2 separate regions of the Gossypium hirsutum genome follow, and region 2 is linked to region 1. A link is a contact called in public Hi-C data. All regions are on one chromosome and are shown on one strand. The core of a region is the stretch at or near the end of the contact, and the rest is flanking DNA. Distances in the headings are between cores, read along the strand shown.

Region 1 (3,994 bases), core at 1,002-3,501:
AATTCTCACTCTAACACTTACTTATGAACATTAGGTATTTTTACCGATTATGTCGTTTGACTTGTTTTCACTTAAAATCTCTTAGCAAAAGTTGTTTAACATAATTTCAAGCTTCATATTCTACCATAAAACATCAAAATGAACACATTTCACCAATGGGTATTTTTCCAAATATGAACCCTAGGTTAAATTATTGCTAGAATAAGCTAAATCAAGTTACCAAGACTCCAAAAACGTAAAGAACATTAAAAACGGGGCTAGAACAGACTTACAATCGAGCTTGGAAGCTTGAAAAACTCTAGCCATGGTTTCCCCTTGTGAAATTCGGCCATGGGGTTGAAGATGGACAAAAATTGGCTTTTAATTTTTTTAAATTCATTTTAATAACTAAATGACCAAAATTCTCTTAATGAAAAACTTTGGAAACATGCCTAACCATGTCCATTTTTGTCTACCAACTTAACCAATGGTCTAATTACCATATAAGGACCTCCAATTTAAAATTTCATAACAATTAGACACCTCTAACTTGTAGAACTCAACTTTTGTACTTTTTACAATTTAGTCCTTTTGACTAAATTGAGTGCCCAAACGTCGAAATTTTCGAACGAAATTTTCACGAAATCATTTTGTGAAATCGCAGACCATAAAAATATAATAAAATATTTTTTTCCTCATTAGATTTGTGGTCCCGAAACCACTGTTCCGACTAGGCCCAAAATCAGGATGTTACACCACCCCCAACCTCGATAGCATGTTTGTCTTCAAAATTAAGGCATCAACAGGGGCGAATCTAATGGGGCTAGCAGAGGGCTCGACTCAATTTTTTATTTTGACCAATTTAAAATTTTTAGTAAAGGTAGAATTGTACTTTGGCCCCCTAAAAATGATAAAAATTTAATTTAATCCTTTAAAAATTATGGTAGTAAAAATTATAATTTAATTTCGGTCTTCCCTAAAAAAATTTTCTAACTTCGCCCCTGGGCATCAACGTTGAATTTGATAAAACCATGAGGAGGTGACTGCCAACATATTGTCCCATACGAACAAGGAACGAGTATCACCACCTAAGCCATCTCCCTCCTGCACACCGACGTAACCCACACCCACCATACCCGAGGCTGACGGATCACTGGCAGAAGTATAAACCATGTTGGCTACCATCCAATCTTGCACTAAACAGTCAGCATTTCAGATAACCCAAGACGGAGAAAGCTCACAATGCTGCCATTGAATGAGATTCTAGGCTAACCTAATTTACCGTAGAAGCACAAGCCCTCGGCGCATGGCCACATCGTTTGACAAAGCCAACAGTCCCAACAAAAAATCATTCCATGTAACATTATCGGTAGGGACATTTGCAGGCCATCGAACTGCCTGCGCTTTACAACAATGCAACAGAACATGTTCAACATCCTCATCCCCATGGCCCTGGTAACATTTGGCTGACACCGCAATACACGTCTCAAGTAGCCGCATTTTAACAGGAAGAAAATGGTGCAGGCAACGCCATATGAATTCCTTCACTCGAGGGGAACTTGCACTTGCCAAACTTGTTGCCAAGGTCCATCCCTAGCCAATCCATTCACGTTTGGGTACATGTTCATCGCTGTTATATAGGCTGACTTAACACTATACTAACCAACAACAGTAAAATGCCATATAAGCTTGTCAAGATGAGGACTTAAGCTGAAGAGGACTCACTATATATATTTTTTATTCCTAACATAAATTCGGTAACAAATTTAAATAATAACTTAATAATAAAACTTAAAACTTTGAGAGCCTCAAATAAACATTAAAAGATTCTAATAAAATAACAAACAAATAAAATAAAATAAAAATACACAAATATCTAAGTTATTCCTATATATATATATAGGAATGATGGAACACCTCTAAAATTGAACTTTTATTGACATTTAAAAGAAACAACTTCAAAGTCGACACCTAGAAATTTGCTATAAAAATAAAGAAATATATATTTAAAATATTTGAAATTTGAATTACAATATTTATATTATTAAAAATAGTTTTCGAAAAATGATTTTAATAAAATGGAAAAATATTTTACTTTCAAAAAATCAATTTAGCTTTTAAAATTTATTTTTTTGTGAGTTGCAACAAAAAATTGGCGAAATTATAAACAAACAGATAGTACAGAAACTAATATAATAATATAACCAAATATCTAACTTAAGAACAAAATTGAAAGATAAAATAGATTCCTGGATGAAATTAGATCTATTAATTGGATTTTAGGACAAAGTTGGTGGAGCCCCTAACACTTGAAGCTTTCAATAACAGTCTCTCCTGCTCAACTTCTAGCAAACGATCCCTCACGCCACTTTACGCAGGGCCTGCTTTTCCTCGAACATTCTAGAGCAATGGAACAAGCGAAGACGGAAACGCAACCCAACTCCAGCTCAGCTCCGATCCGAGAACCGAACCTGAAAGACTCGGATCCCGCAATGGATGCGGAGGGCTTTGTTGTGGTTCCAACATCAGAGCCACAGGAAAAGGAAGAGAAAGAGACTCAGAATCCGAAAGTGAGTCAGATTCAAAGCGAGCAATCACCGGTTCAGTCACCATCCGGATCGAGGAAATCAGTTCATTGGAGTCCGGAATTGATCAGCGAATCGCGTGCTGTGGATCACAGTTCCACCATGTCAGCTCCTGACGGATCCAATCCTTACGTTACTCATGCTCCGCCTACGGAATCTTCTTCTGCTTCCTTCAAAGGCAAGCCATTACACATTTTATTTCTATTTTGATTCTTTTTAAAAAAATTAATTATTAAATTATTTGTTTTCTGAACTTGGAAACAGAGAAGATGGACACAGTGAAGGATGTCTTAGGGAGATGGGGGAGGAAGGTGGCAGAAGCGACGAGGAAAGCGGAGGATCTGGCCGGGAACACGTGGCAGCACTGTATTTTTTCTGTTTTCTTTTAGAATTTCAATTGCTTTCTAGTTTATTTTTAATATTTGGTGCTTCCCCTCTTGGTTGGATTTGTAGATGGTATGAATTCGATTGCGATTGCGCTTTTAGGGTTAGAATTGATATTGAGTGCTTGGTCATTTCGGCTGGTTGATATTACTGAAAACTGAAATCTCAGATACTGAATTAGGGTTTAATATCTGGGTACACTATTTGGTGGGGTTCGTGTTTTGTATAGCTGGCTAGTTCTAAGAGTACTATAGGATATTAGGGAAGCATCATTTGGGCAATGGTTGGACAACTTTAGATATTGTGATTAAGGAAAGGGAGAGAATGTAATAAACTTCATTCTTTTTTCTTGTTTTTAACATGCTTTTAGGAAATGTAGTATTGATTTGTCAAGTGTTGGCTGGAGTTAGCATTTGTCTTAAATATTTACTTGGGAAAGAATAGAATTTGATGTAAGATTTAAGGTCAGGGTACTGCAGTTTCCTCAATTGGCATGTTCACTTCTTATAAAGCAGGCTTAAGATTTGAGTTATAGACTTGCATTTAATCAAACAGAAGACTTGAGCTGATAAAATATTTGACAAAGCAAAATGCGACTTATTTACACCCTAGCCAAGGGAGGTAATCAGGGGTGAGAAAACCTGGTGGACCTTCTGTACAAACATCTACCCAAACATAGAGTTAGTGTTATGAATGGCTCAGTAAAAGGGGGGGCATGACATAGCATTAGTTTCCAGAGATTTAGTGGTTATTGCTCCCATATCTCTCAATGGTTAGTAAGAGCTTTCTAGTCTCATGTGGTTGACCTTGGATCAGAAGCAAGCTAGTTGTTCCTCTATTCTGCATTTAGTCATATAGCTAGTTATTTAAAGTTTAACCATTTTAGTTTTCTTAAGTCATGGGTATCATCTGATTTATCCTTAGGGATGCTCAAAACTTACCCATATATTAAATATAACTGAAAGTATATTCTTGTTTCTTCTAATCAATAGAATTGTTATTATCCAAACCATGTTTGCTATTTCTTTGTTGAGATGTCTCGTGGA
Region 2 (3,994 bases), core at 723-3,222, 68 kb after region 1:
ACCCCAAATGATAGAAGCCTTGTCCCTCTTGGTTGAAAAGATTAAATTGCTTTTTGATATTTAAATAAAATGTATAATTTAAGTCTTTTGATGCAAAATTTATGCTATTGATCCTTCAAAACTTTTTAATTTTATTTTGACTTTCCTAACACAAAATTTTGGCTTCTTCTAAGTGAAATAGCCATAGGTAATATATCTGTCATTTAGCTTGCAAAACTTTTTGTTGGAATCTTACTTTATATAAAATATGTGAATTCTCTTTAATTAATTATTCAAATTAATTATCAATTCAGTCATTATAAGTTAAGAAAGTTATATCTTAATCTCAAATTTTAGTTTAATCGGTTGGTAAAAAGAGGTAATAAATGGCAACACGTGCTACCCCTGGTAATTGATTGTGTTGGGCTAATTAATGGACCAAATCCAAGTTGAAGAAGATGGCAAAGTCTGGTGGTCTTCTGTCCTTTGACTTCGTGGTCTAATCTTGGGCATTGACGTATAAATGATCCTTTCCATTGGACACCATTAGTAGCATACAATGAAAGTGAAGGTTGTTGGATGAATTAATTACTTGTTTTATTTTAGATGCAATGTCGGTTGGAGTTTGATTCCTAAGTCCAACCAATTTTCCTTTCACATATTTCATCAAAGAGTTATACCTTGTAACTACCATATCCTAATACCATTTAATAAAAGTATTAAAATTTGTTGGGTATCGTTGATTGAGTCTTAACTCAATTGACATGTATATTATTGTCAATATAGGAGGATGTGGGTTCAAGTGCGTTGAAGCGCATTATCTTCGTATTTGTGGGTTGGGAGGGGCTATGAATAATTAGAGTATCAAATATGATCAAAACCTATAATGAGATGTAATCTCGCAAGATTAACATATCACATTTCATTGTTTCATTAACTTGTATAGTTCATGTGCACTTTGAATTAGGATGAGTTATTATGTTGTTATGGAAGTACTATGTAAATATATTCCTTCTCTTTACTCAATCTAAATTTGAGAGTCTTTTTATATAACTTTAAAAACAAGGTTTAAATGTCAAAAAAATCATTTAATTTTTTTATAGAAAAATCATTCAATTAAGCCTTTTAATTTGTAAATTGTACTCAATTAAACCTTTAAAATATAATTTCCTATTAAAACCTTCGAAGAGCCATTAAGTGATGACGTGATAGTTGATGTAGAAAATGATGATATAGGGCTAATATGGTGTTTGATGTGGAAATGATAATGTGGTAACTAATGCAATGAATTAATTGTTTTTTTAATTATTTATGAGGATTTTTTATTAAGCCTAAAAATTTAGCAAGTATAAAAAAATATAAAAATATTATAAAAAAAGTTATAGAAAATAATATAAAATTATTCAAATTTATAAAAGAATATAGATTTTTTTTTGTTATTTTGGTTTCTTTATTAAGGAAACGTGGAGCTTAAAGTGTGATGATGATCGAATTTGTTTGAGGTGCTTAGCAAGCAGTTTGAGTGACAATGAATTTAGTATTTGATGACTTAAGTTTTAAGGTGAGTGATGAATAATGATTTTGGTTGAATAAAGATGATGTATGTTTTGGGGTTATCCTCAAATCCCCTCTCACTATATATACAAGGTGAATGTATGTGATAAGTCTTTATTATAAAGACTCGATCAAACTACTTTCTGTATTATTAAATGATTCAATTTAATGTAAATGTTATTAAATAGAATTAATATTTATGATTTAAAAAATATTATTTATTATTAACAAAATTAATTTTTTTTAAAATTATGATTCTACAAATGAATCTCTTTTTCAATTTCCTATAATAATAGGACTTAGCAGTTGCCTTCACCATGTATATAATCAATTGGTCCATATATGAATGTTCCCCATCCCTTAACTTAATAAGGGCTAGCCCTAATGGCCCAAAATGCAAAAGGTTGTTGTCGAGTTTGCCAAAGCTAATTTGAAGTAGGTGAAGTGCTTGATATGCTAGAGAACCACTAAACCCTCACCAATGATTCAAGCCCAGACCAGGCCTAACCATATACATACTTATTTTTTTTTATATAATTGTGTTTTAGCCCCCGTGGTTTAGAGGAGAAAATTAGAATAAGAAAAAGCATGTGGAACTAGACTTGTCCATGGGCCGGATTACCTGACCTGGCCCGAAGGCCTGCCTAAAAAATGAGAGGGTTTAGGTAAAAATCTAGGTCTAAAAAATGGGTTTGGGCAAAAAAAAAAAGACTCGTTTAGAGCCTCAAGTAAGACTTTTTCCCCGGCCCGAATATACAAAATAAAAAAAATTAAAACTACAATTTTTTATTATTATTTTGTTGCTATTTTCTTTTTTTTTCACTATTCTGCTACCATTTCACAATTATGTTGCTACTATTTTATTGTTATTGTATAACTCTTGTTTTATTGTTAATTTTGTTACTAGTTTAGAGGCATTTACTTGTTAAGTTGCACATATCTTAGTGTTATTTAAGTATACATCTTTTTAAAAAATTTATTTTTAATTTGTTGAGAAACATTTATTTTAATGTTATTAGTATTTTTGATGCATTATATATATATTTAAAAGTGTATAAAAATTAATATGGATAGACCAAGCTGGGTCGAGATTTTAGCATTTTTATTCAAGTCGAACTTAAACAAAAATTTAAGCCCATTTTTCAAGCCGAGTCGAATCTAAACATAACAAATAGGCCTAATTTTTTATTGAACTCGACCCATAACCTACCTCACCCCACCTGATGAGTCCATGTTCTATTTAAATCTTTTACTATTTTAATATTTTTATTATGTTTTTTTTTATTTCATGTTATACATACGTTTATAGTATTATATATTTAAATTTTGATATAATAATTATTTTATTTTATTAATTTTAACATATTTACATATTTTTACTGTATATTTTGCGTTTGAAAATGTTTTTATCAAAGTTCAATTTAGATGTTTGGTGAAATTTAAAAGTAATAGTAGCAATGAAATATAATGGTAAAATTAATTTGTTTTGTATTCAAAACCAATAAAATAGTAAGGTGGGAATAGAAATAAATATTTAATATTGCTATACCAGCCTATATATAATCATTGCCTAAAACGGTTCTAACAACAAACCATGAACTAATTTATATCTCTAAATTAAACTTGTTTAAAGGTTGTTTTATTTATCTAATTTAAAATGTGTATTTAAAATTTGGAAAGATTTTATAAAAAAAATAAGGTCTGAAAAATTAAATTAAACAATAAACTTAGACTCGTTTAAAATATAGACCGAAAACATTTAAGGCCCAAGTCTGACCTAACTCATTTTCTTAATTTGTAATATATTATATTTTTCTCATTTTTATGGGTAAACTACACTAGTAGTCACCCAACTATTAGATTATTTCTTTTTTGGTCACTCAATTATAAAAAGTTACAAAATGGTTACCCAATTATTGATAAAAAATTTATTTGGTCACCTAACTATTAAAAGTTACTAAATGGTCACCTAACTATTCAATTTTGTCTTATTTGTCACCAGTTGCCTAACGATGGTAGCTTTTAAAATTGGCATAATAGCAACTTTAACCCTCAATATTTTGTAACTTTTCATAGTTGGATTACCAAAAAAGAAATTTACTAATATTTGGGTGACTATTAGTGTGGTTTACCTTATTTTTATATATGATGTTATTTGTAACATAGAAAACTTAAATCTATAGTAATAATACTAGAATGTAAATATTAAAAAAATATTAAGTTGCTTGTATATATAAATTTAATAAATGAAAACATATAAATTTATTAAATATTAAATTAAAAATAATATATTTTCCCCAAAAATTTTAAAAACCGTACGGGCGAACCTAAAATGGGTTTGGGTTAGCCCTTTACAAATATGGGAGAGTTTGAGCAAAATTTTAGACCATATTTAGAGTCGGGCCGGACTTGAGCAAGCATAAAGTGCGTTAACATCATACTTAAGCCAAATCTGGACTTG

Evidence for each region. Hi-C and Micro-C count contacts between places; a contact is called where the count stands out from the background.
Region 2: a contact with region 1 is called in a Hi-C map of hypocotyl, with 2.7 times the contacts expected there. The contact joins the enhancer-like site here to the promoter of LOC107950415 in region 1. A contact is called at or near these places in 6 of 34 Hi-C or Micro-C datasets (callus, fibers, hypocotyl and 1 more).

What each region holds. Positions count from the first base shown.
Region 1 is chrD03:5,552,942-5,556,935 of Gossypium_hirsutum_v2.1, forward strand. LOC107950415 (GLABRA2 expression modulator) reads left to right here and starts at 2,252. Exons shown (of 4, transcript XM_016885258.2): 1 at 2,252-2,742; 2 at 2,829-2,930. The coding sequence starts at 2,388.
Region 2 is chrD03:5,621,614-5,625,607 of Gossypium_hirsutum_v2.1, forward strand. No RefSeq gene overlaps it. Among protein-coding and RNA genes, the nearest start is that of LOC107941926, 13 kb to the left of the region's middle. Within about 2 kb of position 1,973, at least 3 of the 9 cell types and tissues checked have an H3K27ac peak or open chromatin away from gene starts, as enhancers often do. A contact at or near this core is called in hypocotyl and leaf, where this site is marked.